Linked DNA regions of Mus musculus: region 1 is linked to region 2. A link is a contact called in public promoter capture Hi-C data. All regions are on one chromosome and are shown on one strand. The core of a region is the stretch at or near the end of the contact, and the rest is flanking DNA. Distances in the headings are between cores, read along the strand shown.

The links. Capture Hi-C pulls out chosen DNA fragments and counts their contacts.
Region 1: a promoter capture Hi-C map of pancreatic islet shows a contact between it and region 2. The contact joins two enhancer-like sites. A contact is called at or near these places in 2 of 484 Hi-C or Micro-C datasets (cortical neurons and nephron progenitors) and 3 of 9 other capture datasets (embryonic stem cells, liver and pancreatic islet).

The regions. Positions count from the first base shown.
Region 1 is chr3:138,857,519-138,862,246 of GRCm38.p6, reverse strand. All of the region lies in intron 1 of Tspan5 (tetraspanin 5), which reads right to left. Among named protein-coding and RNA genes, the nearest start is that of Tspan5, 120 kb to the right of the region's middle. Within about 2 kb of position 2,401, at least 94 of the 459 cell types and tissues checked have an H3K27ac peak or open chromatin away from gene starts, as enhancers often do. A contact at or near this core is called in pancreatic islet, where this site is marked.
Region 2 is chr3:138,705,829-138,710,534 of GRCm38.p6, reverse strand. No RefSeq gene overlaps it. Among named protein-coding and RNA genes, the nearest start is that of 4930425O10Rik, 19 kb to the left of the region's middle. Within about 2 kb of position 1,879, at least 2 of the 459 cell types and tissues checked have an H3K27ac peak or open chromatin away from gene starts, as enhancers often do. A contact at or near this core is called in pancreatic islet, where this site is marked.

The sequences.
Region 1 (4,728 bases), core at 1,152-3,651, 150 kb before region 2:
GGCAACTGAACCCACGTCCTCTGGAAGAGCAGCCAGAGCTCCTAACCACTGAGCCATCTCTCCAGCCCCTCTTAACCACTGAGCCATCTCTCCAGCCCTGCATATTACCCTTACTAAAATGCTTGGAACCGGACGGAGTATTTCATATTTCAGAGTTTACTGAATTGGGGTATATTTGCATAGACTTTGCTGGTTACTACAGTTAAACAGCTTTAGCATGAAAATCCAAAACCTTTCAGCCATTAGAGCGGTACTTACAAACCTATGGTTTTTCAGATTGAGCATGCTCATCCTGTGTGTCCCCTAATGTCTAAAACGCCCTCTCTATATAGACCAGCTCACAGTGGAAACACTGGGAAGTGCTTGCCCTAATACTCTAAGTTGCTCCTCTGATGTCTAGGCATCCAAGGTGCATTCTTCTGCCAGAACTGAGAATGGCCCCATGGGAACCAAGAGTGGTACAGTGACGGAAGCTAGACCTGGATTCCAGAGCCAGCACAACTGATGCTTTGGCAAAACTGGAAAGGAAAATAGTCTCGGGTGTCACAGGGTGATTCCAGAAGGATGCATCTGCCCCACTGTCAAGTGGAAAAGCTCTTCTTCCATATCCAGTTATTTTCATCCTGGCAGACTCCATTGTTTTGGACTGGAACAGTGTCCCATCCCAACTGGCACGAAATGGACACTTCAAAAAGCCACCTTTCCAGTATTCCAAGTCGCTTTGAGTCCCAACTTTATACTTGACCTTACACGTCTCAAGATAAAAGGAGATAAGAAAAAACAGACATAGCTCTTACAGTTCAGAGGACTTTCAGGTCACGAAAGAATAAAACTGCCCCGTGGTAAGGAGAGAATTACAAGTCACCAAATCTGTGTGGCTAACAACAGCAGATGGGAGGGGCTGGCATGCAATCAGAGACGCAAGTGTGGCACGGCACTTTTGGACCTTGTAAGGCGCCCATTCATCACCCTGGTGACAGGAGGATTCTCAGGGACCATCTGTGAGACTGAGTGGTGGGTGGGAGTGGGTGGGACAGGCTGGCACTGAGGAGAAGAATCACCATGTGGGTTGCAGACGTCTGGATCCACAGGGATCCAAAGGAAGATGAGGGAGGAGCAGGCAGGAGCTGATCGTGTCCAGGATATGGAGGAAACGTGGGCAGAACTGAGAACTACTGAGAAGTGTTTTCCGGTAATGACAGGATGGAGGTGTGAAGGGTAATTGGTCTTATACCTGGAAACTATGGCCCTTCAACATTCCAATGTGGGTCTGGGTTGCTGCTCAGTGGTTAGTGCTTTCCAAGCACACACTGGGCCCCGTCTTCAACTTCCCAGTACAGGGGAAATAAAACCTACTGCTCTGCAGACAGAATCGACTTCTGGGTGCTGTTCTCAGGGCTGGCTGGACCTAGCAGAAATTCTGAAGGATGTTTTTCTTGTTTGAGTATTTGGCTGCTAACTGAATTCTCTGGGAAGCAAATCTCACGTTTTGTATTTTTGAAAACTAAATTATTTTACCATCATCATATATTTCTGTCACCTCTGCTACTTGTATTCCTAAAAAGAAGCAATTACATACCAGGGCCCAGCCATCCAAGTTCTTAAGCGGCTTCTAAACGAGCACTCCTTACTCCTGTTTGCTTAAGATGTAGCAATTTCACCTGCGATCTGTCCAGACTGAAACAAAGTTCCCGACCAGCACTGCAGGAAGCCGAGCCTCACCAACAGCCTCACCAACAGCGGACTAACGTTCTGAGAATGTAAACCTCCGCTGGAACAGGCAGGCGAGGCGCACCTACCGCCTTCCCTGGACAGACCAATGAGCCAGCAGAGAAGCTCACTTGTTCTCACTCTCCTTTTTTCTGAGCCAACACTGCAGCTCTGGCAGATGGGTAGCCAGCTTATACAGGTATCCTATGTACAGCCACTAATACAACACCTGTCTTGGTAGGGTGGGGAGTTATTTCAGGAGAAAAAAAGTCCCTGAGTACAATTCCTGCCAAAGTATGAGCTGGCAGAAAATTCAACCAACAGAGAATCAATCCTACTCTTGCCACTGGGCTCTGATGTCCCAGTTTACAACTGTCCAGAATGGTCTTGATAAGATGGCATGACAGACAAAACTCGACTCTGTAAACAGGACAATTCCCATGGAGGCCAGGGCCAATGTCTCTCCCTTTACATAGTCACAAGGCCATCTAATTGTGGCCCCAGTACATATTGCCTAGGGACCTCTAGCCCTGGTGCTGCACAGTACCATAATACAACTCGGGAAAGGCAGAGCCTGCTGGGCAACTACAACCGGCAATGCAGCCACTGGAGGGCTTCGGACAAGTCAGGGAACTGAGCGGACAAGTGCCTGCTTTGTAGCACTGACACGCTAGCAGGGCAGCGCAAGGAAAGACAAGCAATAGAAAGTCACAGATGAGCGGGCTGCTCAGGGCTGCTGCCAGGGAGGAGGGCAGAGTGAGGAGAGAAAGCCAAGTGGAAGGCAACTGCAGGTACTGCAGAGTGACTAGAGCAAACCCACGAGAGGGACAGGGATTAGTATCTGATGACTCCATTAGTTAAGAGTTTGCTGCTGTTACAGAGGACTAGACATGGGGTCTGAGTACCCCCTGTTGGGCAGCTCACAACCACTAGTTCAAGCCCCACTAGTTCAGGGGATTAAACATCCTCTTTGGAGCATACACACAGAGAGACACATAAATAAAAACAAAATAAATATTAAGGGGAAAAAAATACATGTTCATTGGGCACCATGAAGGAAGGAAGAGCTGACTGGCGGATGTCCGAACAGCACCCTAGCCGAAGCCAGACATCTGGACTGAGGCCCCGGACAGATGGCGACAAAGCGGGACACAAAGTGCCAGGAACGGAGAAGCACAGCTCAGAGGCTCACAGTAGCCAGGCTGTGTCAGGCTGCACAGGCCACTGAGAAGACTACACTGTGTCCTCAGATGGGGCAGGAATCCCTGAAGGGTTCTTTGGCTTCCCAGAGCCTGCAGGCCTTGCCTGATCTAACCAATGACTGATGTTACTAACTGCTGCAAACTGTGGGGTCCACGAAACCACATGAAAGCCAACTGTAAGCAAGGAGTCTGTGCAGATTATTCCCTGCCCCCCATCGCTCCTCAGACATTACCCTGCCTGCTCCCCAACTCCTCCCACAGTGGCCACCTTAACAGGCAGCTCCCCTTTCAGAGTCAGAAAAGCCCTGGTAGAAGATGAACTCAGGCCCCCTTGTCCTCAGAGCTTCCCTGCCATACCAGGTATGGCCTTGTCCTGCCTACATGTGTACACAGGACTGGAAAGAATGACAACACCTCACGTCAGACAGTAGGACAGTCAGGGCCTATACTAATCACTGAGCACGTGCATGGATAAAGCAAAGGTGACGGACGGCCCCTGAGTGCTGTTTAATTCTCCTTCTTCTGTCACCGGCTTGAGCATCCTTCCAGAACTGTGCTCCAAATAGTTATATATTTAAGAGACACTAACGGACTCTAGTTTGAGATCTATTCTGCTCCTTTACATGAATGGCTATAAAATACCTACACCCACAGTTTTAGGGGATCCACATAATTCTCATGCTGCATGAGCAAAACATTCAGAGAAGCCTACAACCACAGTGCTGGGGGCTTCCTCTGACTTGTACGAAGCTGTGATCTCTTTTCAGGGCAGCTCAATGAAAACCCCAGATGTTCTAAACTGTTGGGCCAGCTGTTGTGACCGGGCACGAGAGGCAAGAATACTTAATTCAGTCTCCACCATCCACCTGAAGGGCTAGTCCTCTGCTTGTTTATGGGATTGCGGACACAGACTGCTGGGGCTCGAAGCCAAGAACAGGATCTGGAGCAGTCCATCACACAGAGCCTGGGAAAGGAAAAAGGGGCCAGGAGGGGGACTTCTTTGGAACTGCGTAGCACCAAGAGCCCGCAGTATCTTCCCAGAGACGATGAAAGGGCTTTTCCCTTTGAATGCACACTGTTCCAGGAGAAGGCCTTAAAGAAATGCCCACAGTCTGAGGCAGTCTGGTCTAGAGAGCTCTTTGTTAGAACTTGGACCTTGACATTTTGAGCAAGAGCTTGTAATCTGAGATGGGGAGGGGGACGGCTACGCAAGCAATAAAATCCATATTCTTGGAAATTACCCAGGCAATGCAAGCATATAAAAAAGGAACATGAGGGATTAGCTATCCACTTCTGGATAGAAACGTGGAAGTTGCAAGCTTACAGCTCACTAATCTTTGCTTGTCTTACAGTTAAAAAAATAAATAAATAAAATTTAAAAAAGGCTTGCCCTGATGGGCTGCTCTATTGCTTACCCCTCCCCCAGCCATTAGACAAAGCCAAGGCTGAAAACACACCAGAGGGGCGCACTGAAGGCTGAAATGGACTGGAAGTATGTCAGACTACAGGCGTAAAAAGTCAGTTATCTGTAGGCAAGCATGAACCTCTGTGGGAAGAGGCTCTCACTGTTTGAGTTAAGCAGCAAGATGCAGAGCACTCACCAACTCGGTCTAGAAGTTTAGTACTCTTAGATGCACAGCTTTTGTACTCAAAGATCTTGTTAACTTAAAAGCAAAATACCACAGACATGTTTTAAGAGCTAAAACAAACAAACAAATAGTTAACACAAATACAATTCAAAATAGGATTTTTCTTTGTAATGGTGGAAGAAGGATTAAATCATACAACATGTTTCATATGTTCAGGACTGAGCAGG
Region 2 (4,706 bases), core at 630-3,129:
TGAGGTGTGTGTGCTGTTGATGAAAGCCCACGCTATATCCTCGCTCTCTGCCACACTTGAGAGCCAGCTTGTTTTTCCAGTACATTCCTCCGAGTCAGCTAATGCTCAGGTATTTGTCTGGAAACAGCTCCTAATCTTCCCTAACACGGGCCAGAGAGCAGCTGAGGCAGCTCTTCTGACATGCGTGGAGCTCTGATCCTGTCAGTAACTCTCTCTTCTTTATCGAGTCTCTCCAAAGCAAAACACTGTTTTTCTGTCGTATGAAGCATCGTCTCCTACCTAATAAGGCTCAATTGTCTTTCCGTTCCTTTAACAAGCAGGGAACCGCCTGTCCAATTGAAATGAGAGCTGTGGATGTCAATGTGTCTCTTTTTATAGAGACGGGTAGCTGTCAGATCAGGGCTCAAAGGCTTGCCTTTAATGAAAACAAGTCATTTTCATCAATATGACTGCAGAGTTGATATGAATACAGATACCTGGATCAAGTGATTGGCATTTCTAGTCTCAAGCTCCGGCTGTCGGAACAATGATTCGCTCAGCCTTACACCCACCTTCTCCCACAGCAAGGCCTCTGCTCTCTACTCTCCAGTCCTGCTCCCAAGCTAGAAATCTCACAGCAGGTCTCATGACCTGCGCTTGGGATGTTTTATTTGACTAAAACCATATAACTTTATATATATATATATATATATATATATATATATATATATATATATATATATATATATATAACTTAAGGATCAATACTCACAAATTGGAAATTTTCCAATAAATTTGGATTTAAATTTTTTCCAATAAATTTGGACATAAACATTTGGATGAGGCTTGGGAGTACAACTCAGTTGGTGGAGCACTTCCCAGGCATTCACGAAGCTCTGGCTTTGATCCTCAACCCTACATAAACTGGGCGTGTAGTCCATGCCTGTAATCCAAGCACTTGGGAAGCAGAGGCCAGAGAACAGAAATTCAAAGCATCCTTGGCTATATAGTGAATCCACAGCTTGCCATCTAGTTCCAGTTTGAATGTGAAATGTTTTCCGACAGGTGATACGTTTGGTCCCCGGCCAGTGGTGCTTTTCTGAAACGTTGGGGAATCTTCTCTAAGAGGTCACAACAGGAAGTAAATGATTGTGGTAACTCCAGGCAGCTGCCACCGAGACTCTTGATTAAATCTGCAAGTGGCCCTACCCTGGTAAGACCACAGACACCTGACTGTGGCCCTCTCACAGACTCTAGACAAGAGAATCCTAGCCAGGATCCCTGACCCACAGACACCATAAGGAAATATGTGCTTGTTTAATCCAGCAAGTTGGGGGTAATGTTTTACACAGCAATAGATAACCAACACAGTAGTCATTTGTGGCCCTTGCTCCACGCTGTGAAATGTTTTGCCATCTATCGAGAGCCCCACCAGTATCCAGCATCCCTCAGTCCAGCTCTGGGCTGCAGGCAATGCCCCTGGATTCATCTCCCCTCATTCGCTATTGTTTTGATGGCTCAATCCCTCAACGTTGTCACCACTGGGCTTGAGCCACTGACTCCTAATTCCTCTGCTTTTTGCCTTACCTCACCCACCTCTTCACACTGAAACCAGACACACTTTCTCAGCTCTGTCCAGGAAAGCATCCCCACCTCCCTTTACCCTCCTTGCCGAAGCCCTCTGGGAGTACCCAGCTAGCCTCCCATTCCAGCTGCACCTCTCTGCCTGGCCCAGAAACCTTAAACTCCCTACCAATGCTAAATGTGCCTTGCTACCATTTTCCGTGCATCCTGGGCCCTGCCTACAGTAAAACGTCCTTCTGTCCCCCTACACTGCTTGGTAACAAGTACCTCATTTTCCCAGAGCCACCTGCTCCGTGAATCCATTAATAAGTCATGTCCTAGGTAATTAGCCACTGCTTCCCGGTGACTGGCAGCCTGGGCTCTTCTGCTTGCTCATGCTCCCTGCCTTTCTGCTCTCGCCCAGCAGGATCCTTCTGTGGGGGGAAGGCACAGAGATCAGCTCAGCGCTCCCACCCAGCACTGCACCCAAATGTGTATGGGGTTGGGGGTACAAACAGCAACACAACGCTATGCCAGCATTTTCCTCAAAGTTACCCTCTATCCATTCTGCCACTTGGAACAGAAGCCTCTCCACTGTTCCCTTTCTTCTTATCCTTCAAGCTACAGCTTAAACAACACTCTTTAAGAGGCTATTCCCAGCCCCTGAGATGGCCGTGGTACCCTTTGGTAAGACAGGGTATGGTTGTCATCACATGCCAGTCCAGTGGCTAGATTATATTCTAGCTCATTTCATTCCTATTTTTTAGCCTTGCTTATTGTACTGGCTGGTTTTGTGTGTCAACTTGATACAAGCTGGAGTTATCACAGAGAGAGGAGCCTTCCTTGAGGAAATGCCTCCATGAGATCCAGCTGTAAGGAATTTCTCAATTAGTGATCAAGGAGGGAGGGCCCATTGTGGGTGGTGCCATCCCTGGGCTGGTAGTCTTGGGTTCTATAAGAAAGCAGGCTGAGCAAGCCAGGGGAAGCAAGCCAGTAAAGAACATCCCTCCATGGCCTCTGCATCAGCTCCTGCTTCCTGACCTGCGTGAGTTCCAGCCCTGACTTCCTTTGGTGATGAACAGCAATGAGGAAGTGTAAGCTGAATAAACCCTTTTCTTCCCAACTTGCTTCTTGGTCATGATGTTTTGTGCAGGGATAGAAACCCTGACTAAGACACGTATCTCTAATTTATAGGTGGAGAAACTGAGGCACTTGATCCCAGTCAGTCTAACTTGGGATTTGTGAACCTGATCAATTTAATACCTCTGGCTACTCCCCTCACCCCACACAAGCGCACAAACATGCGACTAATATGAATTTTACAAAAGGTCCAAGTTGCATTCCTGAGAACAGCCAAGCATGTGAATGCTGGAACCCCAATATTATACTGGGGTTCGTGCTCATGGGATGCAGCTCTGAGCATCTCACCTCAAATAGCCAGACGAGTTGGCATCCTTTGTGACAAGATCAGTTGTTTGTCAGTGCTGAGGCTTCTTGCCTAAACTCTTCTCTTTTTTTGATCAATTGTCCCATGCAACCCAGAACACTGTTTGGTGCCCAACGTAGGGCTTGAACCCAGGACTCTTGGATTAAGAGTCCAGTGTTCTACCGACTGAGCTAGCCTGATGTCAAATGTCAGTATTCACGTTACATAGATCGATAGAATGAAGAACGAGAGACTGCAGGATGAGTTTAGGCTTCGCAAGCAGCTTGGGGTCAGCCTCTCAAGGACTGAATGCTAGCAGCTTCCCAGAAGTCCTTTTTTTATTGTCACACAAAAGGTATTTTTATCAAGCCAATTTCCACATACCAAAACTTTTTAACCTGATCTGGAGGTTGTCTTGAAAGAACCATCACCTTAAGGAATTCCCAGCCATACAAGGCTTTCTGGTTTGCCAGGCCTGTCTCAAGACTAAGTTATGCAAAGGCTCTGAGAATCCTTCAAAGGAACAATCGCATAAAATCCCAGATAGCAATCACTGACAAAAGGCTGCTTCAAAGCCTAGGTGGCATCGACTCTCTGCCAGATACATGGTTCTGCTAAAATTCTGTTACAGCAGCTGAGCTCTGTTACTGGACCTGTGTGCGCCCTCGCTGGCTGCTGAGTCGGATTCAGTAATGACCTTAAAAATGCATCAAGTTCTTTTAACAAGACCTCTGTTGTCTACTGAGTCTCCTAAAGGGTGCCACAAACTCCCCACACACCAGCCAAGACCTGTAATTATGAGACAAGCTTTGCTTGAAGGTTTGGGGTCACAGAGGCTGTTCTACGGGGGCAGGGCTCTGCGTTGTGGTACCAAGAAGATCTTGCAGTGACTCAGTAGGCTGAAGGAGTGTTTGTTGAGTGAACTTGATAAATGAAGACAGGATACTCAGGTGACCTCTCTGTTGTCACAGAGCTGTGCGGTCAATGGAAGGCTCTCTGAGCCGCACTCTTAATTGTGGGAGGCACTATTCCGTAGGCTCGGATTTTGGAGTGCATAAAAAGGGGAGCACCAGTGGAGCACCCGCATTTACATCTCCATTCCTCTTAACTGTGGATGAAATGTGATCAGAGGCGCACACTCCTGCCCCCTTGTTTTCCCACGGTGGCAGACTCTACCTTCACACTGTGAGCTAAAACAGACCCTTCCTTCTTTTCCTTGTTTCTATCTGGTATTTTAAATCGCAAAGCTAAGAAAAGGGACCAACAAGCCTACAGACTTTCCTATTCCTAAAACCTAATCAATATTGAATGACTTTGAGGGCTCGGGGTTGAGACCATGTCACCCAGAGTCGGAGTGCAGCTCCTGAACGCTGGACTCCTGTGGCTTGGGCTGCTTTGCTGTCAGAGACCTTGGAGCGTCTGTAATCCTAAAATGGTAGCTGTGTAGATCACGTGACGCCCACCACGGTCTTCAGGCCTGTCTTTCCCCTTCACCGGCATTGTTCTGGATGGGGGGCGGGGGGTGAATAACAAAGCCGAATAGGCTTTCTTTACGTACTCTTTTCCCTGAACATTCATGTCAGCACACTGTCTTCTTTCCCCGAACATTCCTGAACCTCTGATGTCCCCTGTCAAATGTGCTGCTTTCGGGGCTAACTCTCGGGCTGGATTAAAAGATACAGCCCTGAACCAGCGTTGACCTGTGGCCGTGTGCTGCATTTTTAAAGACCCAGAGAGC